Regions from separate parts of the Mus musculus genome. Here all the other regions are linked to region 7. The links are chromatin contacts, called in public Hi-C, HiCAR-type and promoter capture Hi-C maps. All regions are on one chromosome and are shown on one strand. The core of a region is the stretch at or near the end of the contact, and the rest is flanking DNA. Distances in the headings are between cores, read along the strand shown. Region 1 holds the start of Cfdp1 (craniofacial development protein 1). Region 2 holds the start of Adat1 (adenosine deaminase, tRNA-specific 1). Region 3 has its middle 24 kb from the start of Gabarapl2. Region 4 holds the start of Terf2ip (telomeric repeat binding factor 2, interacting protein). Region 5 has its middle 76 kb from the start of Gm22827. Region 6 holds the start of Zfp1 (zinc finger protein 1). Region 7 holds the start of Mon1b (MON1 homolog B, secretory traffciking associated).

Region 1 (2,921 bases), core at 274-2,773, 1.8 Mb before region 7:
CAGGCGGATTTCTGAGTTCAAGGCCAGCCTGGTCTACAGAGTGAGTGCCAGGATAGCCAGGGCTACAAAGAGAAACCCTGTCTCGAAACAAAACAAAACAAAAAAGACATACTGGCTGAAGTTAAGAACACGGGTTGCTTTTTCAAAGGGTCCACTTACAATCCCTAGCCCCGATTCAAGGGTCCACAATCGTCTATAATTCGACTTCCAGGGGATATTAATACCTATTCTAGGCTCTGAAGACACTAAATATACATGTAGATACATACAAATAGATGTGCATGTAGGCAAAACACTCACACACATAAATGTTTAAAAGATTTGTCTGGACCTCGCATAAGCTGGATTCTTAGTGTGCTCCTCTACCGCACCCCAAGAAAAAAAAGATAGCTAGGCCATTAAGAGTGTGCGCTTCAGCCGGGCGTGGTGGCGCATGCCTTTAATCCCAGCACTTGGGAGGCAGAGGCAGGTGGATTCGAGGCCAGCCTGGTCTACAAAGTGAGTTCCAGGACAGCCAGGGCTATAGAGAAACCCTGTCTCAAAAAAAAAAAAAAAAAAAAAAAAAAAAAAAAAAGAGTGTGCGCTTCATTCCAAAGGATCTGACTTTGGTTCCAGAGTCGGGCGGCTCACAACTGAGTGTAACTCCTTCACCTGGGGACCCGATACCCCCTTCTGTCCTCTTTGGCCACCTGAATGCACCGCCATACATACACAAAAATAATAAGGGGCTGGCGAGACGACTCAGCTCTACAACCACCTGTAACTCCAGTCCCAGAAGCCCTAGGCACACACATGATGTACAGAGACAGACAGACATTCAGGAAAAAACACTGATATACGTGCCATAAAATCTCTAAAAATAAAACTTTTGAAAAAGTTCTTAAAAGAGGACGATGGGTAGCTCCTGCAAAGAGGGAAAACACATTATCACATCAACTTTCTAACAAGCCGATCCCTTCCGAACCCAGAGGCGGACAATTGAGTTTCGGACGTGAAGGAAGCTGGCAATTCCCTAAAAACAATCTCCAATGTCCGGGTCGGCTTCCAGAACCAGCCGGTAGGTAGGTAGTACGCTCAGCCTGCGGGCTTCACGCGCCTGTTCCCGCGCTCCGAGGGGGCGGCGGCCCAGGACAGCAGCTATGCAGAACCGACACATGCGTGTTCCAGGCCGCCTGAGGGCCGGGGTCCTGATAACCCGAACTCCGGAGCCCACGGGCCGTGGGGACCTCGCGATCACGAGGCCCACGCCCTGGGGACCGTCCGGGAGAGTCTCGAGTGAGGTGTGAAGCGTGGAAACCACCCTCCTTTCGCCTCAGGCCGAATCGCTCACCGGACGGCAAGTAGTCCTCATCCTCGTCCGATGTGGAGAAGTCTTCGGAGTCGAATTCCTCCATGCTGCTGTCACTTGGGGCCTGCTACCCACACGACTGCGGCCACTGCCCCAAAATAGCGAAGCTAGATATAGGGCGAGACCATAGGGGTACAGGACCAGCAGCTAGGGCCGCCCTAGAGGCGAGCGCACATGCGCAGGCAGTGCCACGTGGTCAGAGACGACACTTCCGGCTGCTGCGATTGGTCAGTCTACACTCACCGGGCCCTTGTGGGATTCCGGACCCCCACCTCTCAGAAGCGATGCATGCTGGGGCTTGTAGTTTTCAACGGTACCGTGCGTCCTTAATGGAGAATGGCTTATCTGCGGAAATAGTACTTTCTCTTTATACTTGTCTTTTTATTTTGAAATTTGCTCACAAGCTAATATTTTTTCTAACTCTAAAATCAGAGATTAAAATGTCGCTCCCGGATATGCTCAGCGAGTAAAAACTGAAAGCTGAATAGATAGATGCTAAAGTTCCCATCAACTTTTGAGCAAGGCTGAGGCTCTGCCTTTTTGATTCAATTCTCTCGCTAGAATCGAATTCTTTAATGCAGTTTTTGTGCCTTTTCCCTGCATTTTTGTTTTTGTTTGTTTTTTTTTTTTTTCTGCCTAAAATTGCTCCCAAGAACACTACCGAAACTCTGTCTAATATTCTAAGCGCAAGAAGACTGCGACGCTCTTTCCTGAGAAACTCGGCCTGTTAAGTAAGCTACATTCAGGCCTGAGTTACAAGTACTGTTGGCAGTAAGTTCAGCATTAATGAATCAACAATCCGATAATCACTAAAAGACAAAAGGAAATCCGCTTATCTGTGAGGGAAGCCACTACACAAAGTGCTAGATTGACACTTTTGAAACAACGGGAAAGATGGATGGAAAAGCAGTTAAATTTGTGAGTATGTGAGGATTGGCGAGACGGCCCAAAGGTTAACAGTACTTGTTGCTTCTGCAGCAAAACTAGGTTTGGTTCCTAGCATCCCCAACATGGCGGTTCACTACCGCCCTGGTTCTGACCTCAATAGGCACCAGGCATGTATGTAGTACAGTGCAGCAAGCACCTTCACCCACTGAGCCATGCCCCTAGTCCCTCAGAAATCACCTTCTGCCGGGCGTGGTGGCGCACGCCTTTATATATATATATATATACACACATTTTTTTAAAACTGTGATGAGAATATAATGCATACTGTACTGAGAATAATCGAACTCTCGGAGCACATGAAGGAGGAAGATGAGGAAATCTTAGCAGAGAAATCCGTAGGAACAACCAATAGGAAATTTTAGCAGAGACATCGGGAGGACCAACCAATGCTCTGGATGAGTGGGTAAAACCTGGTGGGAGTTGACCAATGGGATGGCAATGGGAATCAGCCTAAGAGTTCACAGCCGTCAAAATATCAGTGTGGAATACATCTAAAGGGGGCTGGGGAAGGTGACGTAGAAGAATGTGACCCAATGCTTAATTGTGCCCTCAAATTTAAGCATGTCACCTCCTCTGGCCCTTATGCTGAGATGCTTAACAGAATGAGGCAGAAAGCCCTGTGTGG
Region 2 (2,981 bases), core at 121-2,620, 1.6 Mb before region 7:
GCAAATTTCCAAAGTCTCTCACTGAAAGCTCTCACAGCAGCTGTGTTTAAGGGTGTGGGCATGGAGTTATACTTTCTAGGTTTCAATCTCAGTTTTAATACAGATGAACTGTGTGATTCCTGGGTAATTAGTTTTCACATCTGTTAAAACATGACTAATAGTATTTAACATTTTTTTTTCTAGACAGGGCTTTTCTGTGTAACAGTCCTGGCTGTCCTAGGACTTGCTCTGTAGACCTGGGTGCCCTGGAACGCACAGAGATCACCTGCCTCTGCCTCCTTTGTGCTAGGATTAAAGGCACGTGCCACCTAGCTAGTATTTAACATCTCTTATAAATACTTAAAAAGGCAAATGTCTATATACTGTGATTAGCATTCAGAAGATACAACATTTGGTGATCTGGGAAATTTGTATTGGTGGCAGAAGAGAAGCAATGTAACGGGCACACCAAGCCACTTCCATACAACCTAACAGAACATTATGCAGATCAGATCTGAAAGAGGCCTACAGTTGGCAGAAGAAATTCTCTCACTCTTGGCTGTTAGCGCTCACTGGATATAGCTCGACTTCAGTCGATTATATAAAAAGCTCCGTAGATGAGCTCACGCGATGGCTAGAGATGGCAGAGCATTTGTAGAATAAACAACAGAATTGTTTTTTTTGTTAGTTTGTTTTTTTTCTGAGCTCTGATGCGATGTTTTGGCAAGGTATTTCTAAGACTTCTGCAAAATGCAGGCACATTTTGCAGTAAATGGTAATGACTATTCTGGCAGGGGCTGACAGAGATTGTAACTTTCAAGTCTAACGCAGAGAAGTCTTGTATTTCTAGAAGGAATCCCAGAATCCTGTTAGTTCCTGATAGGCATCACAGAAGTTTATTTTATGAAGGTAGCCATCTGCCATTAAATTCGAGGTACACATTAGAACTACAAAACAAGGGGACGAAGCGGTCCAAACTACATCACGTCATTCACGCAGTTGTCGAACGTTTCGATATTTTGGGTCCGCTGTAATTCATCTCTACAACCCCAGGGCTCCTTCATACGAAGCAGCTCACAACAGGTATTGCTTTGGCTAAAAATAACAGTGCAAAGGTTGAAAAAACAAACAAACACTTCTTTTCCCACCCTTCCTACCGCAGGGCTGGAGAGCCTAGCAGGGCTGAGACCCCTCCCCGTGGGAGCAGTGGACACAGGTCCTCACAGTCTCCCCCCACCGCCCTCCCCTCGGCCAACTGTGTAGAGCTAACCCCGAGACGCCGATCCGGAGTCCCTCACACCCTATTATCCACGCGCCGCAACCTCCACGCGATGCCCCTCTACCGCCACGCTCGTTTAACCAGGTTGCGCAGCGGAAGTGACGCCCTAGAGGGCCGCTCCGGTCAAGCTCTGCCCGCAAAGCACGCTGGTCTTTGTAGTCTGTGGGAACGGTGCAAAGGGGAGGAAGCCGCCTCCGCAGCAAAGACCGACTTAGCTCGCATCTCATCAAAATTTTGAACAGAACTATAAGCAGATCCTCTGACAGTTTCTCACCTCAGTCATGGGCTTGGATGACCTGGCCCTCACTCATTTCTCTCATAACCCATTGTTATTCTTCAAATCGTTTCTTTTTTTTTTTTTTTTTTTTTCGAGACAGGGTTTCTCTGTGTAGCCCTGGCTGTCCTGGAACTTACTCTGTAGACCAGGCTGGCCTCGAACTCAGAAATCCACCTGCCTCTGCCTCCGGAGTGCTGGGATTAAAGGCATGAGCCACCACTGCCCGGCTCTTCAAATACAGTCTTATGGACATATATGCATGTATATATTTTAAAAGATTTATGTGCGTGTGCCTGTATCAATTGTCAATTTGTGCACATATGTGCATGCAAATGCCCAAGGCAGCTAGAAAAGGGTATTGGGAACTGGATCACGGTTGCAAGCTGCCTGACACACGGGTGCTGGGTACTGAAGCCTGGTCCTCTGTAAGAGCATCAATCCCTTGCAGCACTGAGCCATGTCTCCTGTACTGCAGTCTAAGTCTGCCTCCAGCCAAAAGGAACCTGCACTGGATCTGGTCTGGTTCTCCCTCAACTCTGCACTCAAGCCCTAAAGAAAATAAAAGGGATTTTTATGGAAGAAGTGACTTGACTTTTGTTCTCTGGTTGTTTCCAGTATTTCAGCACAATGGCTCATACTGAATAGACAGACATTAATATACATTTATTAGAGATTCTGACTGCAGGTGGGGCCGAGAAGTTGGCTTAGGAGTTAAGAGCACACCCTGCTCCCATGGGGCTGACCTTCGTTTTTCAGCCTCCGTGCTGGGCAGCTTACAGTGCCTGTAACTCTGGCTCTAAGGGACCCAACATCTCTGGCCTCAGGGCACCTGCACTCTAAATGCACACACACACACACACACACACACACACAATTGATAATAAAAATAAATCTTAAAAAGAATACAATGACAGAGCTCTAATTAGACCACTCATCAGACCAGCAGCCCGGGGGAGAAAAAGTAACACTGCATGGGTAAAGAGAGAAATGATTTATTTGGTAACGAGGAATAAAAAGAACTTCTTTAGTTCTTCTCTCTTGTGGAGGTTGGACTGCAGTGGCCAGATGGACGGCGCCACACAGGAATCGCTCCCTCAGACCAGATCTGCTGAGATGCAGACACCATAGTTGCATGTGCCTTCTAGACAGAGGGGCTGGCCTCTGTGCTCTCTGGGGTTTCAGTGGTCGCTGCAGTTTCCTTCTTGTCCTCTGGCTTCATGGCAGGAAACAGAAGTACTTCCTAGAGAAGAGGAAAGAGAAGCACTTCCTGAGAAGAGCAGAGCATCTGCCGAGGTTCAGAAGCACCAGGAGCCGGGCTCAGTGGAACTCAGGAGGCGGGGGCAGGCAGACCTCTGCGACCCGACTTCAAGGCCAGCCTGGTCTCCATATGGTTAAGTTCCAGGACAACCAGACTATGTAGTAAGACCCCGCCTTTCAATAACAGGG
Region 3 (2,803 bases), core at 246-2,745, 1.7 Mb before region 7:
AATAAGGGCAAAACAGCAAATCCACACCAGAGTCCCCAGGCTGCTAGATTAACACAAAAGTCCCCCTCCCCTCCCCCCATCACTAGTATAACTGAGGCCATAGGCAGGTCAGAGGGTCACAGCATCAGAGTGTCTTCCATTCAACAGCAGGCCTTTACATTGAGGAAAATTCCCCAGTGCTTTACTTAGGCAATTAAGAGGTTTCTTCTGCCTCCGTTTTTGAGCCAGGGTATTACTCCTTAGCTCTGGATGGACTGAACTCCGTAGGCCACGCTGGCCTTGAACTCAGAGGTATGCCTGCCTCTGCCTCCTATGTGTGAATCTAAGGTATGTAATGCCACACCCCACCCAATTAAGAGATGCTAAAAAGTGGAACTAGGGAAAGCTCTGAGCCAAGTGCTTGCTTAGCATGCGGAAAGATGCTGAGTTTGATTCGCAGCACACAACTTTTTAAAAAAATGAGAAAGCCTACCCTACACTTGAAAACACTTGCGCAGCCTAGTTGCTGGTACTTGCTTTTGTAGAACAGAATGGAGGTCACAAGTCAAAGGTTAAATGCCTTCCCAGCATACAGCTGGTTGTTGGTGGCAGAGTTGGTACTATCATGTCATTTGCATCCATGGCTGTACTCAAATTTATTCTGATTCCAAGTAATAAGGACTTTTTTTCTAACACATTCTAAATTGAGGTATAATTACATTTAAAAAAACAACAAAAAAAAAAGGAGCACAGAAAACTGTAGACCTTCATAAACTTCCACAAGATCTGCATTCCTCTATTTAATACCCTAAGTAAAACCCTGACTGTTGGCCAGGCATGGTAGCACCCATCTGTAACAGCAGTTTGGGGAAACTAGGATGGGAACATCACAGAGTTAGAGGCCAGCGGGGGGCCTCCTCCCAAAACATCACCAAACAAACAAACACTACCAACCAAGCAACGTGTGGTTTTGTTTTTCCTAGTGCAGGAGACTGAAAGTAGCAACTTGCACGCATTACCAAGTGCTGCCTCCCACCCACTGTCCCCAGTCTAAATAAATACTGACTAAAAAGGCTGCCTACTCCAGCTCTGAAGCGTCTCTGACTCATTTCTCTCTGTCCTTTGGGCTACAGGACCACCTGAAAATCATTTGGGATCTACTTGGATGGCTTTACAGGGAAACAGGCTGGTTCAGTTACAGACACAGCTAGTTTTAATTTCGGTTTTTTGGTTTTGCTTTTGTTTCTCAGGATAGAAGGTAGCCCTGAATGTCCTGGAACTAGCTCTGTAGACCAGGCTGGCCTTCAACTTTTATCAGCTGGAATTGAAGGCACGCACCAACACTGCCTAGCTTGCTTTTTTTTTTTTTTTTTTTTTTTTTAATGTTTTTAAAAAGATTTGTGTGTAAAGTCAAGGCAACTATGATTCTGCAAAATGAGGTATACAATGAACTATTCTGCTCAGAAAATACTTTCTCTCCTCGACCTCGGCCTCCCTGGCTCTGAGCTCAGGCACAGTCAGGATGGTGTGGCTGTACATCCGGAGCCTGCCTGGCTCTTTCTGAATCTAGCCACTCCCTTTGGTTAGCCAGCTCAGTGCCTTTGGGAAGGTTTGCTTGGGCTCCTGAACAAACACACACACACACACACACACACACACACACACACACACACACACACACACACACACACACACACACACACAGACACGATACACAAGTTCTGGTTTTATTGGTGGCAGGATGGCTGTTGTTTAGAAACTGGAAAACTCTGGCTTAGGAACCTTGTTCTAGGTCTGGGTGGAGGCAGCTTTCCAGCAGCCACAGACACAAGCAGGTCAGACAGGGGGCCTGCACCTCTCCAGCTGGCAACCAGGGCAGCCCCTTCTTCTCCACAGCAACTTCCTCAGTGAGCTCATGCCTGGCACTGGGGAATCCATAAAGCATGGCATTTGACGTGGCATCCCTCCATCCTGAAGAAGAACTATGTGCGCACACAGGTGGTGGCAGACACGGCTGAATCAGATTAGGTTCTGAAAATTCTGAGGAAAACTCTCTCTCTCTCTCTCTCTCTCTCTCTCTCTCTCTCTCTCTCTCACACACACACACACACACACACACACACACACACGCAGAGTCATAACATTAGACCCTATTTAGGCACACACGTAAATGTAATCTTTCCTCCAGAGCCAAATTTGCCTTTTTTTTTTTTAGTTGAAGACACAATTTTGTGGAATTACGCATGGGTTAGAGTTGCTGTTCCAATTCCTGTGCAGCTTCATTTCTGAGGGGCTTCTAGTTTTTCTACAGTTTAAAATATAAAATCCTTCACATTAATTAAAAAAGACCCCTGGGTGGGGTAGCACTGGTGGTTGGGCTGGAGCATTTGCCTACCATATGGAAGGCCCTTCCTAGTTTCTCTGATGAGATGGGGCAAAGGGTCCTGCTGGCCGTCCTGTTCCTGGTGGTGGTCTATGGGCACCAGTGGAGTGGATGGATGGGGAGTGGGGACACGCATGAATGTCCTCATATTCTCTGATTTTACCAAAGAAACCAGGTTTGCTGCAGCCAGGGCCCAGAGAGGACACAGGAGGGACACAGGTCAAATGATAATCAGAGCCACCTTTTCTCTAGAGGTCTTCATGGGTTTGGCCCAAGGCTCACACTGGACAATGTTGCCTGACTGAGGATAAACAGGATACGTGGGATAACTTATGGAGAGGGCTGCTTTCTGGCTTGGGATTTTAGGAAGATAAGGAGTTCCAGGGCAGCCTAGGTTTCAGAAGACACAGTCTGAGACCAAGCAAGCAAGCAAGCAAGCAC
Region 4 (2,869 bases), core at 83-2,582, 1.6 Mb before region 7:
AAAGTGAGTTCCAGGACAGCCAGGGCGCCAGGGCTACACAGAGAAATCCTGTCTCGAAAAACCAAAAAAAAAAAGAAAAGAAAGAAAGAAAAGTGACTTGAAAGCAGCAGTAAGGCTTCCTTAAATTACCTGAAAACTGAGGTACTTTCTTTCGCTTGTGACTCAAAATTCCAACTACTGATTTAATAAACTCACCCATCCTCCGCTAAGGAATCCACTAAACTGCTCACACAAAGGACAACCAACCAGGGAGCCTGCAACCCATAAATTTAAACATTTTCTTTAAAATCCTTCTAAACCACACAAAGCAGAAACACAGCCATAAAAAGGAAACCCAGTTATTATCTAGAAGGTTTCTGGTATTTCCCTCGGGGATCAATAAGGGGATTTATTTATTGCTAGGGTACTAACGAAAGCAGCCATGGTATGTGACAGCTTAAACTAGTTATTTCCTACAGCTTTGGAGGGTACTATGTAGTTCCAGGCACTAAGAAGACATTCAAGTCATTGCTAGTGTTCTGTGGGTCAAGTGGACTAGAGTGTAGTCCTAAAAGCAACCAGTTAAAGGGAGGGTAATCTTATCTGCCTACTCAATTCTGGGATTTGGAGTGTTTTACAAAGATACCCCCAGCAGTGCAAAGGGAGCCTGGTGTATCCCGCTAAATAAGGCCACTTGCTCCCGTGTCACAGATCCTTTGAGTGACACATATGGGTAGGTACACTATTGTTTCAGAACGTACCCCCTTTTAACACCCAAGGTGCAGAATAACCTTGGATAGGCCAAGGATAATGTAAAGGTTCTTCTTTTAAGAACAAAGATATTTAACCATTTTCCAGTCTATCCGTTGGGGGAGTGGTTCAATTAAAAGAGCATTTCTTAGAAGGTAGGGAAAAGTTAGTTTCACTTTTCTTTGCTACCATTCCCGGTTTCTGTGCTGGCTTTCCCTAGGTATGCTCGTCCCTACGGCTAGGACCAGGGAACCCATCAGCCACGCAGTTGATCCTCCTGGGGCATCCTGGAGGCTGTAGGTTCTACGGCACTGCATCTCTGTCCCAGCATGTGCTCACCCACCGGAAAAGACAAGAGGGACCCCAGGCACAGTCGCCTTGGCGGGAAAACTCCAGGCACTTCCCATCGGAACACTGCAACAAGAGACACTTAGAGATCTTCAACGACACTTACTTCTTGCTTAGTTTCTGCTCGCCATCCACTTTGACTTCACTCTCCTGCAGCGTGGCCATCTTCCCCACTGGCCCGACCCAGAAAAAAAAAAATTATGACTAGCGTAGAACTAGAACTTCCAGGTCGTGGCTCTAAGTCCTGCCTCTTCCGGGAAAGAGGGCGGGCCCTCGGCCGGACTCTCGCTGCGCAGGCGCAGTGCTGGGCTCCTCCGGCGGAGAGTCCGTCTTAGTGGTGTCGTTTCTGCGCTTTACTTGTACAGCGGGGCGACAGGTATGGCGGAGGCGATGGATCTGGGTAAAGACCCCAATGGGCCCACTCACTCCTCCACTCTGTTCGTGAGAGAAGACGGCAGCGCCATGTCGTTTTACGTGCGGCCCAGCTCGGCCAAGCGCCGGCTGTCGACGCTCATCCTGCACGGCGGCGGCACCGTGTGTCGGGTGCAGGAACCCGGAGCCGTGCTTCTCGCCCAGCCCGGGGAGGCGCTGGCCGAGGCTTCGGGCGACTTCATCTCCACGCAGTACATCCTAGACTGCGTGGATCGCAACGAGAAGCTGGACCTGGAGGCCTATCGGCTGGGCCTGACGGAGCAGGCGTCCGATCCGAAGCCCGGGGCTTCCACCGAGGGCTCCACGGAACCGGAGCCGCAGCCCCTGACCGGGCGCATCGCCTACACCGACGCGGAAGATGTGGCCATCCTGACCTACGTGAAGGAGAACGCCCGTTCGCCCAGCTCGGTCACAGGCAATGCCTTGTGGAAAGCGATGGAGAAGAGCTCGCTCACGCAGCACTCCTGGCAGTCGCTCAAGGACCGCTACCTCAAGCACCTACGGGGTCAGGAGCACAAGTACCTGCTCGGGAACGCCCCGGTCAGCCCGTCCTCCCAGAAGCTCAAACGGAAGGCGGAGCAGGACCCCGAGGCCGCGGATAGCGGAGGTGAGGCCGGCACCTTCGGGGCTCCGGGGGGCGGGGCTGCCTGCCTGTCAGCGAGCGTCTTTTTGGGCGCCGTGGGTGGCATAGCTCAGCCCCTCTTCTCTGTTGAGGTCCGAAGCGAAAGTGCACCGTTTCCTCTTATCCCTTGTTTTCTGGTTTTAATTTGTCTTTTCATTTAACTTTTCCTTCCCGTTGACTGGATGTTTGTTCGTTGATGGATTTGGGTTTGGGAGGGCGGGGAACTTGAGTCTCTTCGCTGTGTCGCCCAGGCTGTCCCCAAACTCTATGCCTGAAATATTCTCCTGCCTTCGGAGTGACTGAGACTACGGAACAGTAACTAGTTTACAAAAACGGCTCTGTGTTCAAAAGGAACACAGTACAGTATATATGGAAATCTTCTACCCTTCCTACCCACCATACCCAGGAGGTAACAGGGTAACCTGTTTCTGTTTTCAGAAATTTCAAAGATATTTTCCCTTCCCCCTTTTTCCTTCCTTCCTTCCTCCTCTCCTTTTCTCCTTTTCCTCCACCTCTTCTTGCGCCTCCTCCTCCTCCTCCTCCTCTTCTTCTCATCCTCCATCTTTTTTATTTGAGAAAAGGCCCCTGGCCGTTCATTTTAAGATATTGCCTATATTCTGGTCTTACTCAATATAAACTATGTGAATGGCATGGCAGGTCAGTTTACTTTCCGTATTTTGGCTTAACTGAATGTACTTCTATATAAAGAGGAAAGTTGCTTTGTGGTCTTCTTAGGTG
Region 5 (2,912 bases), core at 333-2,832, 1.5 Mb before region 7:
AGATGGTTGTGAACCACCATGTGGTTGATGGGATTTGAACTCAGGACCTCTGGAAGAGCAGTCATTGCTCTTACCCGCTGAGCCATCTCCCCAGCCCTTTTTTACTTTTCACATTGTAAGGAATGATCAGGAAAATGCTTTGAGTTGTAAAAGGGACAAAACACTTTTCTCAAGCCAGACCTGTGCGAACTTATTTAAATGAATTGTCCATCAGAGTAGGTAGCCGCATGCAACTATTTAAATCCAATAAAATGAAATAAAATGATAAGAGCTGTTCCTCAAGAGTCGATGCCTTCACAAAGACCTCAGTGGTTACATAGACCTAATGGATGCCTTACTGAACAACACATATGATGCACGTGGACTATCTCCCTCATCTTAGACATTCCGTGACATACTATTAGTGTAAACAAATCACATGTCTTTAAGCAAAAAAAAAAAAAACAAAAAAACACAATGAGTCATTTTCTTCCGTAAATATTCTCTCTTAACTACCAGGCATGTTCAGCCTGTGGCCTAAGCATTCTGGGAGCTATGACTGTGACCGAACACAAGATCTTAAACTTACTTAAAACATTATGAGACTTTTTTTGCTATGTGATTTCTTAAAATGACTCTATTGTGTGCAAACTTTGTAGATGACAAAGTTGTGCCTCAAAGCCAAAAGGTTGGACACATTTAGAAGATCACACACCGTCTCAGATTTGTGAAAATGCTTCCATGCACTTAATCACTAGGCTTTTGAGAGAGAGAGAGACAGAGAGAGAGAAAGAGAGAGAGAGACAGACAGAGACAGAGAGGGGGAGGGGGAGGGGGAGAGACAGAGAGAGAGACAGAGAGGGAGACAGAGAGGGAGAGGGGGAGGGGAAGGGGGAGGGGGAGGGGAAGGGGAAGGGGGAGGGGAAGGGGAGAGGGGAAGGGGGAGGGGGAGGGGAGAGGGGAAGGGGGAGGGGAAGGGGAGAGGGGAAGGGGAAGGGGAAGGGGAAGGGGAGAGGGGGAGGGAGACAGAGAGGGAGAGGGGGAGGGGGAGAGAGAGAAAGAGAGAGAGAGACAGACAGAGAGGGGGAGGGGGAAGGGGAGAGGGAGAGTGCTATGGTGTGTGTTTGGGTAAAAGCCAACTTGGGAGTCAATTCTCCCCTCTACTGTGGATTCCTGGGATCAAGCTCAGGTTCTCAGGTTTGTACAGAAAGTGCGTGCCTTTACCTGCTGAGCCTTCTCACCAGCCAACCGACTAAGCTTTAATCAGATTTCTACTATGTGCAGGGGACAACAGTGAAGAAAATAGAAAGGATGTGTTGTGAGGTAGCTCCTTCAGAGAACTCACAGGCTCTTAAAAGCTCTCTAGAAGAGTCTATATTGTCAGCCAGCATGGCGAACTCACCCAAGTCACGCAGCCCCAAGGCTTGCTGTCCTTGGCTTTTTAAGCACAAAAACCACATCTTGGGGTTGACACACTTCAGTTAACAAGAACAGTTAGCGAGCAGTGGAACTACAGAAGCCAAAAGGCAAGGTTGGTACATTTAGGGACTTTCCCAGCTGAGTCCTGGGACTGCTGACTCGGCCTTTGTTTTTGTTTTGGCACACGGACTAGGTCTTTGTTCTGAATTTGGCACACGTTGCTGTCTGCGTGCTGGGTTCTGAGGCCACATGGCATCAGTTGTGCTAAGGTCTGGGGCCTGGTACAGATATGTGTGGTGTTTTTATTTGATCAAATTAAGTACTGGGAATCTCTTCTTTTCACATGATTGAGTCTTCTAATTGGGAGATCAACTAGTTTATTGAGTTCCCTCACATAGGGAGATCTGGAAATAACAACTCTAGCATAAAACATACTCAGGGTAAAGAAAGAGCAGAGCCTCACTGGTCACTGCCGTGGAGACTTCTGTTACTGTTTATTATGGGTTTCCTGCTTCTGTATTCTGGGATACTGTCATCTTGGAGATGTCAGAGCTCTGAGGAGATGATCTGATGTTTGTTTAAGACAGCACACCCGAGTGTAACTTCAAGAGAAACAGATACAGAAAAGTGACATGAAGAATAATATTCAGGACGCAGCAATTAGCAAATGACAAGTGGTGCCAGGCATCGTCACGAAGATGTGGTAAATGATGGACTAGGTGGGCTTTCAGTATCAGCGATGAAGAAATAGAGTCATATCCGTTACCCGTCTGACACCTATTTTGACTTTTCTGCTCAATGCACAGAAAACTTGACTCTCCTTTGAAGAGACCGCTGGTTGCAGCATGGAGAGATTATGGCGCTAAAATAGCCTGCAGTGTGGGAGATTTACCTGGGATTTGAGGGCATTAGTTAGGAAAGCTAGGGTTAAAAAGAAGAATGAGTTACTTAGGGAAGGACAACCTATTCTCCAATTCTCAGGGGCTTTTTTATTTTTTTTATTTTTTGGCTAGGCGGAACCCAGTTGTTCCGAGGCTTGTTTTTAAGGTGACATCGGAAGGGGATGGGTCTTGCTGTGCCAGCTCTTTTCCCCACCTCCGTGGGAGATCAATATGCCCGTGATTTAAAAACCGGCACTATCTGTTCTCAGAGCTAAGCTCTCCACATTATTGATTTCCCATGGGTTCTGGGCTTGGTTTCCTGAGATCCTGTCTTCTGTGGGTGGCTGTAATGCTTCTCTCTGACTGCTGAGGCGAGCTGTGACTTCCATGTCACTAAATGCAATGGGCCTTCTTTGGTCTATGCTTCCACCCCGCCTCGTCAAGCAGCCTTCGGCACCTAATTTCACCCTTAGAAGAGATGTCTTCATCCTAAAGCATCATCTCTCAATGGTCCCAATGGCGTGACGTCATTTTCACAATGTCCTTTCTGACTGGGGCTTCACGACTATCATCATGGCTGCAGCCTCTTCTCTGATTGCTCTGCTCATTTCCTTTGGTATAAATATATCAGCT
Region 6 (2,896 bases), core at 268-2,767, 2.0 Mb before region 7:
CTGTGTAGCAGCCCAGGTTGGTATCACACTCATAGCAGTGACCCTGCCTCAGTCTCCCAAGTGCTGAGATTAGAGAGATTAGAGATTACTCCCCCTCTATGTGAGGGGCAGTCTCCCATAGCCCAGATCAGCCTTCACCTACTCCTGCTGCTCTACTTCTGAGCACTGGGATCAATTCTATCCCCGTTCCTTTCCTTCCTGACCCCCCCATGCCTCAGAAATAGTTTTGTGTATATTTTATGCAAAGTTAAAATTATCATCAACAACAAATTTTTACGATTTTATGTGCATGAGTGTTTTGACTATTATATGTATGGATGTGCACCATATGCATGCAGCTATGCAGTGTTCATAATCACGGTCAAAACAGAAATAAAATCATACTGAGCATGGTACCGTTCGCCTGTTAGGAGACATTTCATGAGTCTAACCATCTCAGAAACAAGTTCCATCTTGCTGGCAGGGCCAAAACTGAGTTCATGTTCCCAGATCCCAGAATCAACTCCTATCCTGCTTCTTCAGGTGTTTCATGTCTGTGTGTTAACCAGTAATGGATATAAAAAGGGGGTTTTGCCATTATCCCATTATCTAACTAAGGCATGCAAATAGTAAGTGTATTTATTTCCTGTCGTGATTTAACGGACTACGTGCAGTTCCCTTATCATTCTAAATGCCAGGTCAGAGTCCAGGAGGGGACTTGACTGCAAAAGCTGACTCAGGACATTGAAACCAGGATAAGGCACAACCACCAATGTTAAACTTCCTTAACTCCTTGTGTCAAAATATGATTAGTCACTGCAACAGCCCCTCCCCGCCCCCCTTTGTGTTCCCATCCTGCAGTGCAGTCTCCCTTGGGGGACGAGGTTCAGATCCAGAACTGGCTGCCCCATACAGAAAATGAAGCTTTCATTTTGAAGCTTTTGTATCTGAAGTGAGTTTACTTAGCTTCCTCCCCTCTCCAGAACCCAGTAAGCAGGGAGCTGAAACAGGAAGATCATTAGTTTGAAGCCAGCCTAGGCTTGACAAGACCCTGTCTCAAACCAACAAACATGGGGTTATTTGTGCCAGTGCTTCCAAAAGTAACTGTAGAGCCGAGAGGTTAAGGAAAATGGTGGTAGTGGTAATGTGTGTGTCTGGGTGGGTGTAACACGGGGATCTCACTTTGTAGCCTTGACTGGACTGAGACTTTCTAAGTCTTCCAACTCCCAGGGATCTCTGCTTGCTTCTACTTCTCACTAGCTTGAATTAAAGGCGTGCACTACCACACCCAGAAAGGTGTGTGCTTCCAGTGCGGTTGAGATTTGCTTTAACGCACATATTTTGTTGTTGAAAGTTTTAATCAGTTACTCCAAATCCGGGTTTTTAACAGCACAGGAAGATGAAAGGGACCGTAACACAAACCAGACTGTTAACTTGGAAAAAACGGTCCCTACCCAACTAATAATGCGTACGTTTCCCAGAGTTCCTAGCAGCGCGGCTCAGAGGCATTATGGGAATTGTAGTCCTACACCTCAGCGTCACAGCTCCGAGGACTCTGGGAACGGCCGCTCGCTCCACAAGGTGCACGCTTGCGCAAAAGCGCTAGCGCTCGCCCTTCCCCCACCTGCAGTCGCGAGTGGGTGACAAGAGCCCCCTTCTCCGCGAGCCTCGTGACCCGGAACCGCGAGTGGAGGCTAGACCCCTCCAGGTATGTCTGCAAGGCCGGGATGCGCGGGCCCGGGAGGAAGGTCGCGTCTGCGCCGGAGTGGGAGTCTCAACTTCGACGCCTTGCGGGCCGCGGCGACCCCTGGGCGTAGGGTCGGGCCTCGAGCTCTTCTGAGAGTCGGTCCCTATGGGCTGTTCGCGGTCGGCGTGTGTGGGGTCGGAGGAGGACGGGCAGCTCCCGGGCTCAGCCTCCCTTTGGGGGGAGACGCGCCACTGCTGGCCGTCGCGGGGCTCAGGCCGCGCGGGGGCGAGTCTGGAAGCCTGGCGGGCGGGCGCGCGCTTGACCCTCCACGAGGGTGTGGGGGCGGGGCTCACGGTGCTAGCCACGCCCCCACGGTGGCTTTGCGGGCTCCTGGAACCTCCTTGTTCCTGGTGTCTGGTGTTTCCAGTTATATTGTCACGGAATTATCACGTCTATCCCGTTACTTCCGGTTTGAGCGTCAGTATAACAGATTTTTCTTTTTCTTTTTTTTTTTCCTAACATTGGCTTTTCTTTTTTTCTAATATTGACTTTTCTGTTTAGCTTGGGTAAAAGTTTTCATATAAGTATGTTGCCGAGGTCCAGCCTCAGCTTGAGGTGAGGATGGTCCTGAGAAAGGGGTGAGTGGGAGTGGTGCTGACTGAATAATATATGAGTCAGTAGTGGATACAAGCTGTCAGTTCATGTGTTCTCTTGTCAGAAACTGAACCCAGTCTTTTATTTACTAAAGATTTATTCATTAAATCTTTTTACCGCTGTTAATCATTTTCTAAAAAAAAAAATCCATGGTTACATAAATTCCAGTAATCCCGAACCTCCAACCCCCGTTTCTTTGAAATGAAAGCTAAGCAAAAGTACATTTCCTTATCTCTTAAACACAGTGTTCTCTTCACGGGCAGCAGGGCACAGTTCTTGTGGTTTCTTATTGTTTGAACACAGTCTGTTCTTCACGGCAGCTGGGCATAGCTTTTGCGGTTTCCTGGCACAGCAGACAGTCATTAAAGTGGCTATAAGAACAGAAAAGTGACAGACTACTGAGGTTAAAATGATTTCTTGCCGGGCATGGTGGCGCACGCCTTTAATCCCAGCACTTGGGAGGCAGAGGCAGGCGGATTTCTACAAAGTGAGTTCCAGGACAGCCAGGGCTACACAGAGAAACACTGTCTCCAAAAAAAAAAAAAAAAAAAAAAAAAAAAAAAAAAAAAAAAAAAA
Region 7 (3,243 bases), core at 353-2,852:
CAGGGATGTTATGTCTCCTGGCTGATGACACCTCCTTGATCTTGGAGCCCGGAGGGATGGGTCTCACGAGGTAGAATGCTTGCCCAGAATACATGAAGCCTTGGGTTCGCACCACAGCATGACACAAACCTGGTGTTAAGGGCACATCAGTTATTTCAAGTACTGGGGAAACAGAGGCGGGAAGCAGAGTAATCCTTGCCACTTGGTGAGTGAGAAGCCAGCCCGGGGTACCCGAAACCCTGTATCCAAAACAGAAATCCTCGACCTTTATGTCATTATGTCGTCGTCGTCGTTGTTGTTATTTTAACTCTATTTTCTCTGATAATAATATAGTAACACTCAGAGACACAAACTGCGAGGCTTCAAGCAGTCTCAAAGACCAATGTACAGAAAGACCTAAAAAACGGACCTGGACGTCCAGAACAGGGATATTCACACCCTCATTCTAAACCTAAAGGCAATGGCAGGTGCTGGAGCAGCACTGTAATCTACTCTGACTTGGGTTTAGGGCCAGATAGAGGGTGAGGGAGGAGGATCGCGAGTTTAAGGCCAGCCTGGGTTATTAGGAGCCTGTGACTCAAAACCAAAATGAACAACACTTAGTTTGGAGCGACTTCTGGCCGCCTAGATACACCTATCCCCGCTCCACAGCCTTAAGGAAGAGAGCATCTAGGTGCTTCTGTTCACAAGATTCCTCACTGCTGTTGCTGCCCCTGGCCCATCATACATAGTAGCCAATGGTGATACCCGGAGGTAGGTGCGGCAGAATTCTCAGCCAACCAGAACGCAGCGGTCCCTGACAACCACACCCCCCACTCCGCTATTGGATTAGGCTGCCGATCTGGTTGGCTCGGCCCACAGAACCTCTCCTTGCTAGTGGGGTGCGCTCGTGTTGCCCGCACACACTAGCCCTAAGCAGCTTGCTTTTGTTTCCGTAAGCTCCCCTCGCAGGCTGGCGGAGTCCAGAATCCCAAGAGTCAGTCCCACCAGCAGAGCCCGCCTCTTGCTTCAGCATCCGAGTCCCATAGGCTGACTGGGCTGCGGGCGACGTTCCGATTGGAAAGAGAGCTGTCCGTCAAGCATACGCTCCGCCCTGCCCCTATAATTGAATAAAAGAGCGTGAAGTTGTCTCAATACTGGGGACGCGAGTTCATTGGTTCGGCATTCTCTCATTCCAGCAAAGACCGGAACAGGAGTGAGGTTTCGGTTAGAAACAGGGAGATGTCAGTCAAGGGATGAGCAGTGGCTTTCGCCAATTAGCGCACACTATCTGCGGAGGCTCCACCAGAATGGGGCGGGACATAAGGGAGAGCCTACTCTTGATTGGGTGAGAGGGACTAGGTCCCGCCCCCTCGACCTAGTAGATTTCCAGGCCGCGCCCCCTTCAGCCGGTAGCCCTTGGTACGCGAAGTGGGCCGGTCTGGCCCCACTTCACAGCCGATCCTGGCTGCGTCCGGTGGAAGGACGCGCAGATTCCACAGAGTTCCGGGAGAGTCCCGCGCTATCCTTACGGTGAGGGAACGCAGCGTGTGGCTGCCATTGGCACTCCGGGGAGTCAATACGGCCGTGAAACCGGAAGTGTCCCGGGGAGGCGTCGCTTCCGGAAGTGTGGCAAGTCCCCACCACACCAGGAAGTGTGGTGCGGCAGCGGCTCCTCAAAGTGTTGCTGTCCACCCAGTTGAGATAAGAGGTTGAAACAGGTGTTGATGTACCGTGTTGGCAGAAGCCCAGCGGAGCGTCACCCATCCGAAAGTGCCGGAGGGTGCAAGTATTTGGTCATGGTTTTGAATGTCGCGTCCTGTCGAAAACCGTAGGGGAAACCGCACTAGGAATGTATCCGGGGGGTCTGGCTCCCTGAAGGCTTGTAAGAAGTTTTCTGTTGCTGCCCATCACCCTCGATTCCCCTTCTCTCCAGGGATGTGCAGATGGAGGCCGGAGGAGATAATGCTGTCCCAGCCCCCGGGGGCGTGGAGGACTTGGTGGACACGCAGTTCCCCAGAGAGGAGGCTGGAGACAGTGAAAGGGTTCACGCAAGCACGCTGGATCCCGGAGATGGGGACCCGGAGGACACAGGTATAGCTTCCCTCAATAAAGCCTTGGAAGCAAACCCCCAGGGCTTGTCATTGCTAGCTGAGCGGGAAGAGATCAGTGGGAGACCAGTGGGCAGTCTTTGGGAACCCAAGAAAGTAGCTTGAGGCATAGCTCTCAGTCAGTCGTTGGACACAGACTTGCTGACTTAATTGAAATCGTTGAGAAATGACATAGAAGCCAATGGGTGTCAGCTGTTGTCCGGAAGGGGCAGCATTGTGCCTCTACAAATGTATTCTATGGTGGGTGGTGGTGGTGGTGGTGGTGGTGGTGGTGGTGATAGTGTCAAGGCTAGGAAGATGGACTGTGCTGGTTTGCCCGGAACAGTCCCATTTTAACAATGGTGTTCTCACATCCTGGGACACCCTTCTGTTGCAAGGAAATTAGAATGTACTTGACCTGAGTGTACCACCTTAAAGAAACAAAGGGGGCATAGTTGGGTCCCAAAAGGGTTGTCTTGATGGGAGTTCCTTGATGGGAATTGAGACGTGTTGCTTGGGTATTTGGGAACATGGGAATATCGGTACGCAATTAAGAACATAGGAAAACACTTGAGGGTGAAAAAATCAGATGGGGTTGCAAATGGATGATTGTCCTTGGGTGAGTCAGTAGACATCAGAGGCGGTGGGAAGAAAGCAAGGGGCTTCATTATGGGATTTAAAGTGATAACTCTGGGCGGAAAACTGTGGGAACCGTGAAAACCTTGTGGGTTAGTGATTGTTAATGGTGGCCATTGGTGGAGTGGGGGCCCAGACCTGGAGGAAAATAAGAACTGTCATGTAAAGGTTATTGAAGACTAAGGTGTCTGGGATGCTCATGGATGCTCTTATGTGTTTGCTTGGGTGTTAATGTAGCAGCAGAGGGAATTGGGGGGGGGGGGTGGCTGAAGGCTAGGAGTCCTGTCGATCTGGGTGTCAGTGGCGGCTGTCATGGGAAAAATAAGGACCACCACTGGGAGTCTGGTTAGCCTGGAGAGTCACCGGGCATCAGCAGGCATCAGTGGATGTGGGTGCGGGTAGAAAAGGGTTAGGGGAGTCAGTGGGGGCACTTTAATGGTGGTCACCGGGGGGTAAGTACACGTGAGAGGGATAAAGAAGGCGTCAGAGGAGTTAAGGAAGAGCCTCTGTAAATAAGGAGGCCAGTAGTCATGCAGAG

What was found. Promoter capture Hi-C pulls out the DNA fragments that hold promoters and counts their contacts. Hi-C and Micro-C count contacts between places; a contact is called where the count stands out from the background. HiCAR-type assays count read pairs that join an accessible place to other places. Capture Hi-C pulls out chosen DNA fragments and counts their contacts.
Region 1: a contact with region 7 is called in a promoter capture Hi-C map of adipose tissue, with 4 times the contacts expected there. The contact joins the promoter of Cfdp1 here to the promoter of Mon1b in region 7. A contact is called at or near these places in 4 of 39 promoter capture datasets (embryonic stem cells, hippocampal neurons, liver and 1 more), 2 of 484 Hi-C or Micro-C datasets (CD4 T cells and olfactory sensory neurons), 8 of 115 datasets of contacts at active chromatin or transcription factors (the 230-238 cell line, double positive thymocytes, embryonic forebrain and 5 more) and 2 of 9 other capture datasets (adipose tissue and liver).
Region 2: a contact with region 7 is called in a Hi-C map of B cells, with 14 read pairs. The contact joins the promoter of Adat1 here to the promoter of Mon1b in region 7. A contact is called at or near these places in 10 of 39 promoter capture datasets (the 3T3-L1 cell line, the C10 cell line, cranial neural crest and 5 more), 1 of 484 Hi-C or Micro-C datasets (B cells), 11 of 115 datasets of contacts at active chromatin or transcription factors (astrocytes, cardiomyocytes, craniofacial prominence and 8 more) and 4 of 9 other capture datasets (adipose tissue, liver, macrophages and 1 more).
Region 3: a promoter capture Hi-C map of embryonic stem cells shows a contact between it and region 7, with 5 times the contacts expected there. The contact joins the enhancer-like site here to the promoter of Mon1b in region 7. A contact is called at or near these places in 8 of 39 promoter capture datasets (the 3T3-L1 cell line, the C10 cell line, embryonic stem cells and 4 more), 1 of 484 Hi-C or Micro-C datasets (cortical neurons) and 2 of 115 datasets of contacts at active chromatin or transcription factors (embryonic stem cells and regulatory T cell precursor).
Region 4: a promoter capture Hi-C map of liver shows a contact between it and region 7, with 10 times the contacts expected there. The contact joins the promoter of Terf2ip here to the promoter of Mon1b in region 7. A contact is called at or near these places in 7 of 39 promoter capture datasets (cranial neural crest, embryonic stem cells, hematopoietic stem and progenitor cells and 4 more), 15 of 484 Hi-C or Micro-C datasets (B cells, CD4 T cells, CD8 T cells and 10 more), 24 of 115 datasets of contacts at active chromatin or transcription factors (SST interneurons, VIP interneurons, acute myeloid leukemia and 19 more) and 3 of 9 other capture datasets (adipose tissue, liver and macrophages).
Region 5: a HiCAR-type map of astrocytes shows a contact between it and region 7, with 7 times the contacts expected there. The contact joins the enhancer-like site here to the promoter of Mon1b in region 7. A contact is called at or near these places in 4 of 39 promoter capture datasets (the 3T3-L1 cell line, embryonic stem cells, hippocampal neurons and 1 more), 1 of 484 Hi-C or Micro-C datasets (Sertoli cells) and 9 of 115 datasets of contacts at active chromatin or transcription factors (astrocytes, embryonic forebrain, embryonic hindbrain and 5 more).
Region 6: a HiCAR-type map of astrocytes shows a contact between it and region 7, with 6 times the contacts expected there. The contact joins the promoter of Zfp1 here to the promoter of Mon1b in region 7. A contact is called at or near these places in 1 of 39 promoter capture datasets (pre-B cells), 1 of 115 datasets of contacts at active chromatin or transcription factors (astrocytes) and 2 of 9 other capture datasets (adipose tissue and liver).

What each region holds. Positions count from the first base shown.
Region 1 is chr8:111,852,814-111,855,734 of GRCm38.p6, forward strand. Cfdp1 (craniofacial development protein 1) reads right to left here and starts at 1,524. Exons shown (of 7, transcript NM_011801.2): 1 at 1,331-1,524. The coding sequence starts at 1,394.
Region 2 is chr8:111,990,932-111,993,912 of GRCm38.p6, forward strand. It overlaps Adat1 (adenosine deaminase, tRNA-specific 1), which reads right to left and starts at 1,371. Exons shown (of 10, transcript NM_013925.5): 1 at 1,250-1,371. It overlaps Kars (lysyl-tRNA synthetase), which reads right to left. Exons shown (of 14, transcript NM_053092.3): 14 at 2,508-2,775. The coding sequence ends at 2,677.
Region 3 is chr8:111,963,511-111,966,313 of GRCm38.p6, forward strand. It overlaps a transcript of Adat1 not described here. Among named protein-coding and RNA genes, the nearest start is that of Gabarapl2, 24 kb to the left of the region's middle. Within about 2 kb of position 1,496, at least 43 of the 459 cell types and tissues checked have an H3K27ac peak or open chromatin away from gene starts, as enhancers often do. A contact at or near this core is called in embryonic stem cells, where this site is marked.
Region 4 is chr8:112,010,027-112,012,895 of GRCm38.p6, forward strand. Terf2ip (telomeric repeat binding factor 2, interacting protein) reads left to right here and starts at 1,333. Exons shown (of 3, transcript NM_020584.2): 1 at 1,333-2,116. The coding sequence starts at 1,456. Kars (lysyl-tRNA synthetase) reads right to left here and starts at 1,328. Exons shown (of 14, transcript NM_053092.3): 1 at 1,184-1,328. The coding sequence starts at 1,242.
Region 5 is chr8:112,137,534-112,140,445 of GRCm38.p6, forward strand. No RefSeq gene overlaps it. Among named protein-coding and RNA genes, the nearest start is that of Gm22827, 76 kb to the left of the region's middle. Within about 2 kb of position 1,583, at least 17 of the 459 cell types and tissues checked have an H3K27ac peak or open chromatin away from gene starts, as enhancers often do. A contact at or near this core is called in astrocytes and stem cell-derived neural progenitor cells, where this site is marked.
Region 6 is chr8:111,641,926-111,644,821 of GRCm38.p6, forward strand. It overlaps Zfp1 (zinc finger protein 1), which reads left to right and starts at 1,518. Exons shown (of 4, transcript NM_001037665.2): 1 at 1,518-1,687.
Region 7 is chr8:113,634,197-113,637,439 of GRCm38.p6, forward strand. Mon1b (MON1 homolog B, secretory traffciking associated) reads left to right here and starts at 1,603. Exons shown (of 5, transcript NM_173015.3): 1 at 1,603-2,073. The coding sequence starts at 1,926.